Linked DNA regions of Zea mays: all the other regions are linked to region 3. The links are chromatin contacts, called in public Hi-C maps. All regions are on one chromosome and are shown on one strand. The core of a region is the stretch at or near the end of the contact, and the rest is flanking DNA. Distances in the headings are between cores, read along the strand shown.

What was found. Hi-C and Micro-C count contacts between places; a contact is called where the count stands out from the background.
Region 1: a contact with region 3 is called in a Hi-C map of ear, with 2.3 times the contacts expected there. The contact joins the promoter of LOC100275459 here to the promoter of LOC103645037 in region 3. A contact is called at or near these places in 2 of 25 Hi-C or Micro-C datasets (ear and leaf).
Region 2: a Hi-C map of leaf shows a contact between it and region 3, with 4 times the contacts expected there. The contact joins the promoter of LOC100279195 here to the promoter of LOC103645037 in region 3. A contact is called at or near these places in 3 of 25 Hi-C or Micro-C datasets (ear, leaf and tassel).

Annotation. Positions count from the first base shown.
Region 1 is chr1:170,951,872-170,955,117 of Zm-B73-REFERENCE-NAM-5.0, reverse strand. It overlaps LOC100275459, which reads right to left and starts at 1,736. Exons shown (of 4, transcript NM_001149526.1): 1 at 1,456-1,736; 2 at 719-1,085; 3 at 481-635. The coding sequence starts at 1,551.
Region 2 is chr1:171,819,136-171,822,533 of Zm-B73-REFERENCE-NAM-5.0, reverse strand. It overlaps LOC100279195, which reads left to right and starts at 1,666. Exons shown (of 12, transcript NM_001366050.1): 1 at 1,666-2,080; 2 at 2,197-2,282; 3 at 2,601-2,675; 4 at 2,851-2,979. The coding sequence starts at 1,889. It overlaps LOC100282270, which reads right to left and starts at 1,273. Exons shown (of 7, transcript NM_001367061.1): 1 at 1,163-1,273; 2 at 4-467. The coding sequence starts at 462.
Region 3 is chr1:171,438,800-171,442,188 of Zm-B73-REFERENCE-NAM-5.0, reverse strand. It overlaps LOC103645037 (TNF receptor-associated factor homolog 1a), which reads right to left and starts at 1,263. Exons shown (of 13, transcript XM_020546525.2): 1 at 811-1,263; 2 at 1-98. The coding sequence starts at 47.

The sequences.
Region 1 (3,246 bases), core at 487-2,986, 490 kb after region 3:
GCACAGGGGGTGGCCCATCACAGTCGCATAAATCCACAGAAACCGGAAAGATAGTATTATGCATTAAAAGCAAAATCAAACAAAAATCACTGAAGTCGTTGGATAGCTTATCTATATATTAGGCCCATGTTCGGTACAAAACATGCCAAAGGGAGAGGCAAACATATATCTATTATTATTATGCATAGCCTGGCCCAATATAAGAGGTACTATGTTCCGGCATGCATTGTTTGATGTCCATCCTGGAAATGATGTACCACTAATCACCACCAAGTTGTTGAACATTTTAAAGATTCATGCAAATCAATTTGTAGGGAAATCTGAATGTTCTATTTGCAGACTGAATTTCAGTATAGAAGTGTATCCTAAGCTAGTAGGCTACAAGGCAAAAACAAGTAATGTTCAAGTTCAATTGTAGATAGCAGGAACTAAACAATTCAATGAACCTTTTTTTTGCACAGGTATTCTACAGAAACTTACCGGGTATCTAGCATGGAGAGGCATCTCTATTACAAGGTTACAGTTGATTGAAATGATTCGCCTGAGATCAAAATGGATCTCAACAGATGACCCATTGGATAGAGCTGTGGGCAGTTCAAGGTTGGCGTCTCCAAAAACAGCAACATCAACGAAAACTGCAAGATTTTTTCAACCAAAAAGATTAGCATAATACAGATAACAATGCAGTTCTACAGTCTATCTCAGATTCAGATTTCACCTTTGCGCTCAACAAAATGCTGTAGCTCAAATGGGTCGGCAAACACTCCATCAGGAAGTTTTTCAAATATCACCAGATGGGCATCGTAGTGATCAAGGAAATTAACCATAGCACCTTCATGGGCACCAAAATCCACAGAATAGACTAAACGGCGGTGAGAACCTTTACCAACCAGTTGCCGGCGTAGTTTTGAAAGCATAGGAACTTCGACATCATCAGCAAGTCCTTTGCACAATTCACCAGAATCAGACATTTCCACTATGTCACGACGCTGAGCAAGCTGGCCCGTCAAGGTGTCCAGATGTGCACCACCAATGTACGTTCTAGAGCAGGGCATGCATTTGACGGGTGTGCGGCTTCCGCCTTCCTGCGCAATGCCATAATTAAAACTTACCCGCATAAACATCAACCATATCTGAACGGAAATATTATCAGAAGCAGGGTGCCTCCCAAAACGAGATACAGCTAATTACCCTGGCCACCCAACTCAAACAATTACACATACATTTAAGTCGAACTTGGGATAGATCGACACTTACAGCTTACAGGTACGGTAAAATTCAGCATGAGCTAAAAACGAACGCTTTCCGTAGCCCTTTCCAGACACTATACATGAACGCGCATCACGGCCCCGGCTCTAGCAAATCCGAATCAACGAAAGATCATAATTTCCGCACAAAAACTGCGCACGAGTAAAATTGGCGTGAACCAGGAGCGCCCATCCACCCCTTACGTACCTGCTCACCCGACGATGAGGCGGCGACCACCGCGCCGGAGATCCAAGCGGCGGCGAGCGCCAAGGCGAGCAAGCACCGCCCGCCCCCCGCAGCCATCTGTCACAGTGGCGGAGCCAACAAGAAAACGAAGCCTGGGATAGCGGGCGGCTGCCGGCTCGCTGGGTGGCGGCGGGCGCGTCTGGCGGCGAGGAGGTGAAGGCGAGCCGTCGCGTCGCGTGGAGGTGGAAGCGGGCGACGGGACGTGCGGAGCTGGAGGCGAGGGCGAGGTGCCAAGGTGTGTGGAGGCGGAGCTCAGGATGCGGACCCGTCGGGTTATTTGGGCTGGGCCGCCGAAGCCCGGCCAGGCCGGGCCTCAGCTCTGCCTCTGCTCTGTCAGGAGGGGGAGGCGGCGGAAGGATCTTGTGGTAGATAGAAGAGAGAAGTAGGTTGTCAGGTTGTGTGCAGCAGGGACGCCGGACGCACCTCGCCGGCGTCCGGGAGGCGGAGGCGTGGAGCGTCCACGCTCGGGGACGCGGATCTCGTCATGGCAGACGGCGGAGGGCCAGCCTAGTCGACGGCGATGCCGGGGCCTAACCTGAGCCGAGCTTATCCGTCTTCATCAATTGGGCCTTCCGGCTGAGCCAACTTTACCACGCTTGGGCCTTCCGGCGTTGCACGTGATTTGATTGATATAAGGCTGATTCCAACACCACTACGGCCACATAACCGATCTCAGTCCTTAACTATCACAACACTCCATAATATAGTCTTTATTACCAATCTATTATCACCTCAAATCATTACATTACTTATAGACTTTTAGTTAATATGAAACACAAATACATCTGATTAAATAATTAAATGAGTAATTTTATTCGTTTAATTATGTAATCAGATGTATTTGTATTTTAATAAAATTACATAATTGCTAACAATAATTAAAAATTGCATAACTCAAATATAATAATAAAACATACTTTTAAATAAAATTGCATAGCTTAAATATAAAAAATTAAAATAGTTTATAAATAAAACCTAATATATATATATATATATTATTTTAGGATTTTTAAAAAAATAGACTTGAATAGTTAAAAAACAACTAGCTGATATGGCACACGCGTGACCAATCAACACACTACGTCACTAAAATCAGTCATTATCGGACTGGCTGGTCAGTAGAGCCACTGACAGGTGTTGGAACCAACGTGGTCAATACCAACCAAAGATCAACAATCGATATCGTCTCACATTGTATCCAGTCTAAAGCTACACGCACTCCCTACTCTAAATGATTTCCTCATCAATACCTCATTTCTCTCAAAACCGTTCTCTATATCTCAGCATTTATACGTCAAAGTCTATATTATGATATTCTCTCTCTCTCTCTATATATATATATATATAGTCCGTGCTAATGCTACGATCCCACGTAGGGGAAGAGAGGTGGACGGCGGAGGCGCGAGTGAGGGGGAAAGGACGTCGGTGACACGGGGGAGGGGTGGCGGGGTCGTAGGAGAGGGAGAGTGAAAGGGAATTAGGCTTTCACCTAGTCCCTAATTAGTTTTGGTGGTTGAATTGCCCAACACAAATAATTGGACTAACTAGTTTGCTCTAGTGTACAAGTTATACAGGTGCTAAAGGTTCACACTTAGCCAATAAAAAAACAAAATATTGGGTTCAACCAAAGAGCAAAGGGACAACCGAAGGCACCTCTGGTCTGGCGCACCGGACTGTCCGGTGTGCCACCGGACATGTCCGGTGCACCAGAGGACTCCGACTTCAAACTCGTCACCTTCGGGAAATTCCAGA
Region 2 (3,398 bases), core at 417-2,916, 380 kb before region 3:
TACAGCTCTTTCTGGCACAGCTGGTGGTCCCTCAAGAACCTTGATGCGGGCTCTTGATTCCTCACACATTTTCTTGATGAAATCCCCTTTGCGCCCAATGACGGCACCCACCTTTGTGGTAGGAACCAGTATACGGAACACACTCTCTCCAGGCCACCCAGGCCATTTCTTGTCATCAGGAACTGTAGCATCATGCTGCTTCACCCCAGCTTCCTCGCCGTGCTCTGTGGGGGTAGCTTGGTCCACTTTGTTCTGGCCTCCCACATCTTCATTGTTCATGCTCACATGCCCTTGGTTACCCAACTCGTCTTGCATTGGGTCTTTGGGTTCCTCGTAAAGCTTTTCTGGTTCTTCCTTGGACTGATCTTGCACATTAGCATAAGTAGTGGCTTCTTCCTCATTGCCAAGGGTACTAGGACTTCCAGTGAGGTTCTCCACAGGGTCATCAACAGGTACATCCATATTTTCTGGAAACAACCAAGCAACCAAGCTCAAGTTAATTATAAAGATGCATAGTACCTCTCAAATATGAGCTCTGCAGGAGTCGAAAGAGTGGGAGAAAAAGCTAAGGCAGTGCAAGAAAACTAATAACCACACAATTTTAGGGTCCGATTTGTTGCAATATCTGCCTGGCCGTGCATCATGGGAGCCTGGCTCCATGGATACCTAAATTTAGGTAACTAGGTCGCATCTCCAGAGCCTGGCCCGTTGCATCAGGAGAGAAAAGCTCAGCTGCATATGTAGGGAACCAAACAAGAAATAAGCCTGAGCCTGGCTGCGTCCATCCGGTCTACAACCAAACACATCACACCTGCATGCCATGAGCTTGGTTGCTCTGTATGCAGGCACAATCAGGCCACTAGAAGACGAGAAAGAGCACAGACAGTACACCCTAATCAGCAGCAGAGCAGTGAGCTCACACCACGTGCCCCCAAACGGGCACTATAATAAATCGATCCAAACGTCCAGACGCAGTCGCATCCATGAACCAACCATCTATGAAGCATGCATCCATGAAGCAGGCACACGAGCACAAGGGTACTGCACGCGCACTCAAACCCTAGTTGCCAGCCTCGGAGCACTTCGCCGCTCGCTAGGGCTGCCGCGCAGCACGCGACCGCGTACGGATGAAAAGGGGACATTAGGAGGGGTGCGCGCGAACCTTGTTACTAGGGGGGAGACTCGCCGGAGAAGACACCCGGTCGCCAGCGCCGCCGCCGCCGCCGGAGGTGGGGAGGGTTTTCAGACGGGGGAGCACGGGATTTGTGCGGACGCGAGCGAGAGGAGAGAGTGTGCTCGTGCGGCCTGGTTTTGATTTTAAAGCTGGATGCGGCCTTAGCGTTTACTTGTCCGGCCGTATGTGCGGCCCATGGGCTGAGAATACTTGAGCTCGAGCTCTTCTCATTGTTTCACTGCACAGGCTTCTATTGAGCCAGACACTGATACGTGGGTCCCATGGACCCGGATCCTGGAGGGGCCGAAGGATCCTCTGCTCCGTCAAAGATTCCCAACGAAGCCTCAAGCACACCTGCGCCGCAGCCCGCAGTTGCACAGCGCAGGCGATCATCACCAAAGAATCCGGGATGGCCCGCGCCGCAGCTCCACTCGTGAATAGGTTTTTCTGATAAAAAGTAGTAAAACAAAATAGGATGGCGCTCGTGATCTTGAAGATGCAGCCACCGCCTCCGTGTCGTCTTCCTCGTCAGCACGCAGCAGTCAGGTCACCACCAACAGCAACAGCAGTAGTGCCGTCGCGTTGTCTCCCACTCCCAAGTCCCAACTCCCACCTCCCCCGCCCGCCGTTCAAATCTCCCTAGCCTCCCGAAGTAGGCAAGTAGCCCTCCCTGTTCCATCGAACCCAGCAGAGCAGCCAGCCGAACAACGAAGCATGCCGTCGAAGCCGAACGCCGCGTCGCGCCTCGTCTTCCTCGCTTTCCTCCTCGTCATCAGCGCCGCCGCGGCCAACGATGACGCCGCGGCGCGGCGGACGATGGAGCAGTTCGCCGGCTTCCCCGCCTCCGACGACGGCGAGGGCCCTTCCAGCGACTTCCACGTCGACTCCGAGGGCCTCCAGCGTCAGGTGCGCACTGGGGCACGGGCGCACGGCACCCTTCGCGTTGCGGCGCGGTCGTAGTGCAGGCTATGGCTGTGCATTGAGGTGTTGGATTCTAACGGCGCGTGATTTTTTTTTCGCAGATCGATGAACTGGCCTCGTTCTCCGACTCGCCCGCGCCGTCCGTGACCCGCGTTCTGTACACCGACAAGGATGTGCAGGCTCGAAGGTAACCCAGTTGAGATTATCCGTCGTCGTGAGAACAAGCGATTGAACGAAAGAACCGACTCGGCATTAGTCAGTGTGCTTGTAATCGATTTGGCTGTAAAACGTGCCACGCTTGAGTGACCTTTGATGCTGGTGACATCAACGATCAATCTTCAATCGACTTCAGTTTGCACCATTCTGGGTTCAGATAGTAGTTAATTTGACAAAGTGGGCATCTCATTTCTATTGTGATATTTGTAGCCACAACTGTGCAGCAACTAGAACACGCATCCATGCCCACCTTCGCTGATTGTTGACGTGTGCTTCTGGTGTTCTCTAGGTATATAAAAGGGATAATGAATCAACTTGGCCTTGTTGTTCGAGAAGATGCTGTTGGTAACATATTTGGCCGCTGGTGAGTTGGTCTTGACTGCCCTTGGATTCTCTGCTCTTGGTTCATTTCTTTGGATTTAGGAAGCATACAAGGATTTTGCTGTAAATTGTGCATCTGGCTGAAAAGTCTCTTGATTTTGTTAAATTTGCTGTGTGCTGGAATTCTCATGCCCATTGAACATTGCAACCTTCTACAGGGAGGGTTCCGAGCCTGGACTAGGAGCAGTTGCAACTGGATCTCATGTTGATGCCATTCCATTCTCAGGCAAATTTGATGGTGTTGTTGGAGTTCTGGGTGCTCTTGAGGCAATTAGTTTGCTGAAAAGGTAACCGTTCTGTCTGCCTATAAGTGTTTTCACCATTCCTGCAGCACCATTCTTTTACTGTTGTGGTTTTGTCCGTATGTAACGTGGATGTTTTCCCCTCTCTTTTTCTGGCTTAGTGTTTGTTGAACATCATACACCTTATATACAATCATGTTTCTATGGCTGTTGTGATTGCAATTAGATGAACCGTGCTTAATCAGCTATTATTGGATTCTTAATTTGATCAAATTACAGAGCTGCTTATTGATTAGTTCTTTCTTGTAACCATCTTGTAGAAGAGACCAAAAAGTTGTGTGCTTCATCTTAAAAAAAAAAGTTGGCCGGGGAGAGAAAGACTGTCCTCTCGGTATTGTCTTAAGAAGAGACCGAAACATGGTGTTGGCCGAGAAAATCTTTAAACCCTGACCCCGCATCACTAG
Region 3 (3,389 bases), core at 14-2,513:
GAGGATCTAGCATCCCCACCATTGTCCTCAGTCAAAGTGCCAGCCATTATCCTATCACCTGAACAAGTACAGCTTCGTTGCACTTGTCGTTTTCCTTCCTGCAGATTCAAGAAACTAGAACGGTAAGTCACTGTTTCACTAGACGGCCAGAGATACAATAGAAGAGAAATCCAAAAGCGAGGGTACAGAGATAGATAGGTCCCAAAAGTAATAAGCTTTGTAGACAGTACAAACGATTGCTAACTAGCCAGTCTAAATAGCTCATTGATACCAAGCAGGTGTTGCAGACAATGAGAACAAAAGGAAATGGCAATCGAACCCGTCAAATCACATACATATTCAAGACACCATCGGAGCAAAAGTAACATCCAAAAGAGTGAATGGTCTCATGATATCAGGAATGCTTTTATAACGTCCCTTACAATTACATCATTCCTAACCGTAAAACCTCCTCTAATTTCAAGGGGAAGTAACTAGCCTTATCCGAAAGCAAGAACCTTGAGTCAAAAGAGTTGAAAGCCTCCATGGGATTAAACCATACATAAAAACTGAACGCCTCCACGGGATCAAGCCATACATAAAAATCATAAATCGGAGCTGGGTTACTTTCCGAAGCCGCGAGAATTATATACTGCAGCTGCCACCAAAAAAGTCGCCGGAAGAGCGAACGAATTGGCTGGGAGTCTGGAACAGGACCGAGTAACCCAACCCAATCCAAGCGCGCGCCGGACCCGTTCTTGCGAGGAAACCCAGACTACCAGACCGAACTACCGGTCCCTAGATCGGGAGGAACCACTCCGCAATGCTCACCTGGCCGGGAAATCTCCCCGATTCAGCTCGGATCTGACCCCCGACCGGGGAGGCCACCACGCGCGCCGTGCGTCCGCCCCCACAGCCCACGTGGAGATCGGGAGTTCTCCCTCTTCCCTTCCGCTCGTCGTCGTCGTCGGCGGCGGCGGCGGCGGCGTGCGCGAGCGTCCTAGTCGAGTCGGAGAAGGGGGGAGGGGGGAGGTCGGGAGAGGGTGGCTGTTGAATAATCGGATCGGGTTTAGGTTTAGCTCCCTTCCTGTGCTCAGTGCTCTGCTCTCCTTCCGTGTGTAGCCTACGTTTGGCTCGTTTCTCTGTGTTTGCCTATATTCCACGGTTATTTACGGTTTGGCAATCATTTACGCCATCTATAATTATCGATGATTATATTTTTAGAAGTTATATATACGATACATGGCCTATGCGTTGATATATAATATCCTACCACTTTAATATATATCTACTATATATTCACCCTTCTTAAGAAGCTAAGGAGTACGTCCACACCTCGCCTCCGTCCCCACCTGCCCCGTTGTCTCCCTCCCCCCGCCGCGGCGCGCCATCCCCAGTGTCACCTCTCACCCACCCGTGTCCTTGGTCCCATCTCCCGAGACAGCTATCGCGCTGCCCCTCGCCCTCTCCCGAGATTGTCGCCGTCCTCCCCCACCGAGACAACCGTCGTCCTCCCACCGAGTCCGCGTCCACCGAGACGTCGGGAAGTCCGTGCGCGCCCCACTCGTTCCTGCTCTGCCTCCCTGGGTCCGCGCCCAAGATGCCCCCAAGCTGTCGTGTCGAGGCGTCCACGCCCGCCCTGCCTGCTCTACCTTCTCCGCCCCTCCGTGCGTCCCCGTACCGGCGCATCAGCCCTAGCCCGCTCCACCGGATGGCGCTGGTGGAGTCGAAGTCGCAGCCGAGTAGGAACCGGAAGCACCGACATATCCACTTTGGGAGAAAAGGAAGGTGTCCGATGACAATGAGAGAGATGAAGAAGAAGCTTCGTCTAGGGCTCGCCGTTGCTTTCCTCCAGTTAGATGTGCGCTACCTCTTGTCTCCATTGCGATGCAGGTTGTTCTCAGAGATGGGATAGTGGATTTGTCAACACTAGACTGGATTCTTTTCGAAATGATAGTCTAGACTATGCATTCTTTTTAGTTTCAGAATTACACCATATGCAGCTCACATGCTGTACTATTTGCAATTGAGATTTTCGTTCTATTTTGAGTTCACGGCGTTGACATGTAGCGAAGACATGGTTAAATTGTTGGACCAAGTAGCATCTATAGCAGATAATATCTGCACATAGACGTTTGGATTTTAGATCAAGGACAATTGATTAGGGGAAATTGTTATTATCTACTGTTTAGTGTTTTAGACTTTTTGGGAACATCATTGTTAGGTAGAAAACCATTCTTGACAACACAGAACAAGCATGAAATACTTGCAATGACAATGTAACTCCTATGTCCAATCTAGGGAATGTAACTTAGCAGGCTACACCCATACTTCAGATTGTTTTGCTTTTGAACTCCGAGCATTTTTTCTGAGGTTGCACCATTTTACCCTAGGTAACTCCTATGTTGAATTTAGGGAATATAACTTTGCAGGCTACACCCATGCTTCAGATTGTTTTGCTTTAGAACTCTGAAGAGGTAGCCTATATTTAGGATCGCAGAAGAAGGGAAAAGATGACTGTGGGAAGAATGACCTTTTTCGTCGGCTTGATGCCCTCGCAGGAAGCCACCAATCAGCCAATAACGATTTGCTATTTACCCTCATGTTTAATTAGACTAGAATTTGTATATGTACAGACTGTACAAGTACGATCTATTCTTCCATTATGAGTTGTCCAGCCTCTCTCAAGTTCTAGTCACGAAACGAAGTGCTAGAATGCTCACTGGTTAGCACAAAGTCAAAATGGTTTGGTTTTGAAGCTATTATTGTTAGATAATAACAAGGCAAGTAGATGGTTGGTCGTTGTAGATAGACTTTTAAGTGTCTACCTAAATGGCTTTGAAAATGCCTTGATTTGGATCGCACACATTTTGGTCAAAGTCAAGATACTAGAACTGTTGGTTTCGATATGTGACAGATACATTATATTCTGGAAAGCACAGAAAAGAAGCAATCCTATTTGCCAGTAGGTTTCAAATATGAATTTATACATGCCTTGCATATTACTTGCAAATTTGGTAGAGTGCCAATAGTTGTTGAATTTTATTTTTTTCATAACATGTTCGCTTCATCTTCAATGGTTGCTATTCCTTCTTATTTCAAGTGATGCTCGGCATTGCTGCCGCACAACTCTTCTGTTGAATATGAAGGTAGATTATGTTGATCCTCTATTCCTACTACAACCCTCGATGGTCTTGCATTTGTTTGTGTTCATATAATAAAAAAAGATCACATAGCTTGTTGTTGCTATCTGCTTCATCTGATGGCAGTTAGGGGTGTTTGGTTCTCCTCAATAAAGTTTAGCTCATGTCACACCAAATGTTTAAATATCAATAAAGATATCCTATTTACCATTATGCATTACATAGGTTGGGAGCACAATTATGAGTAGTACTGAAGCCTTGAAAGCA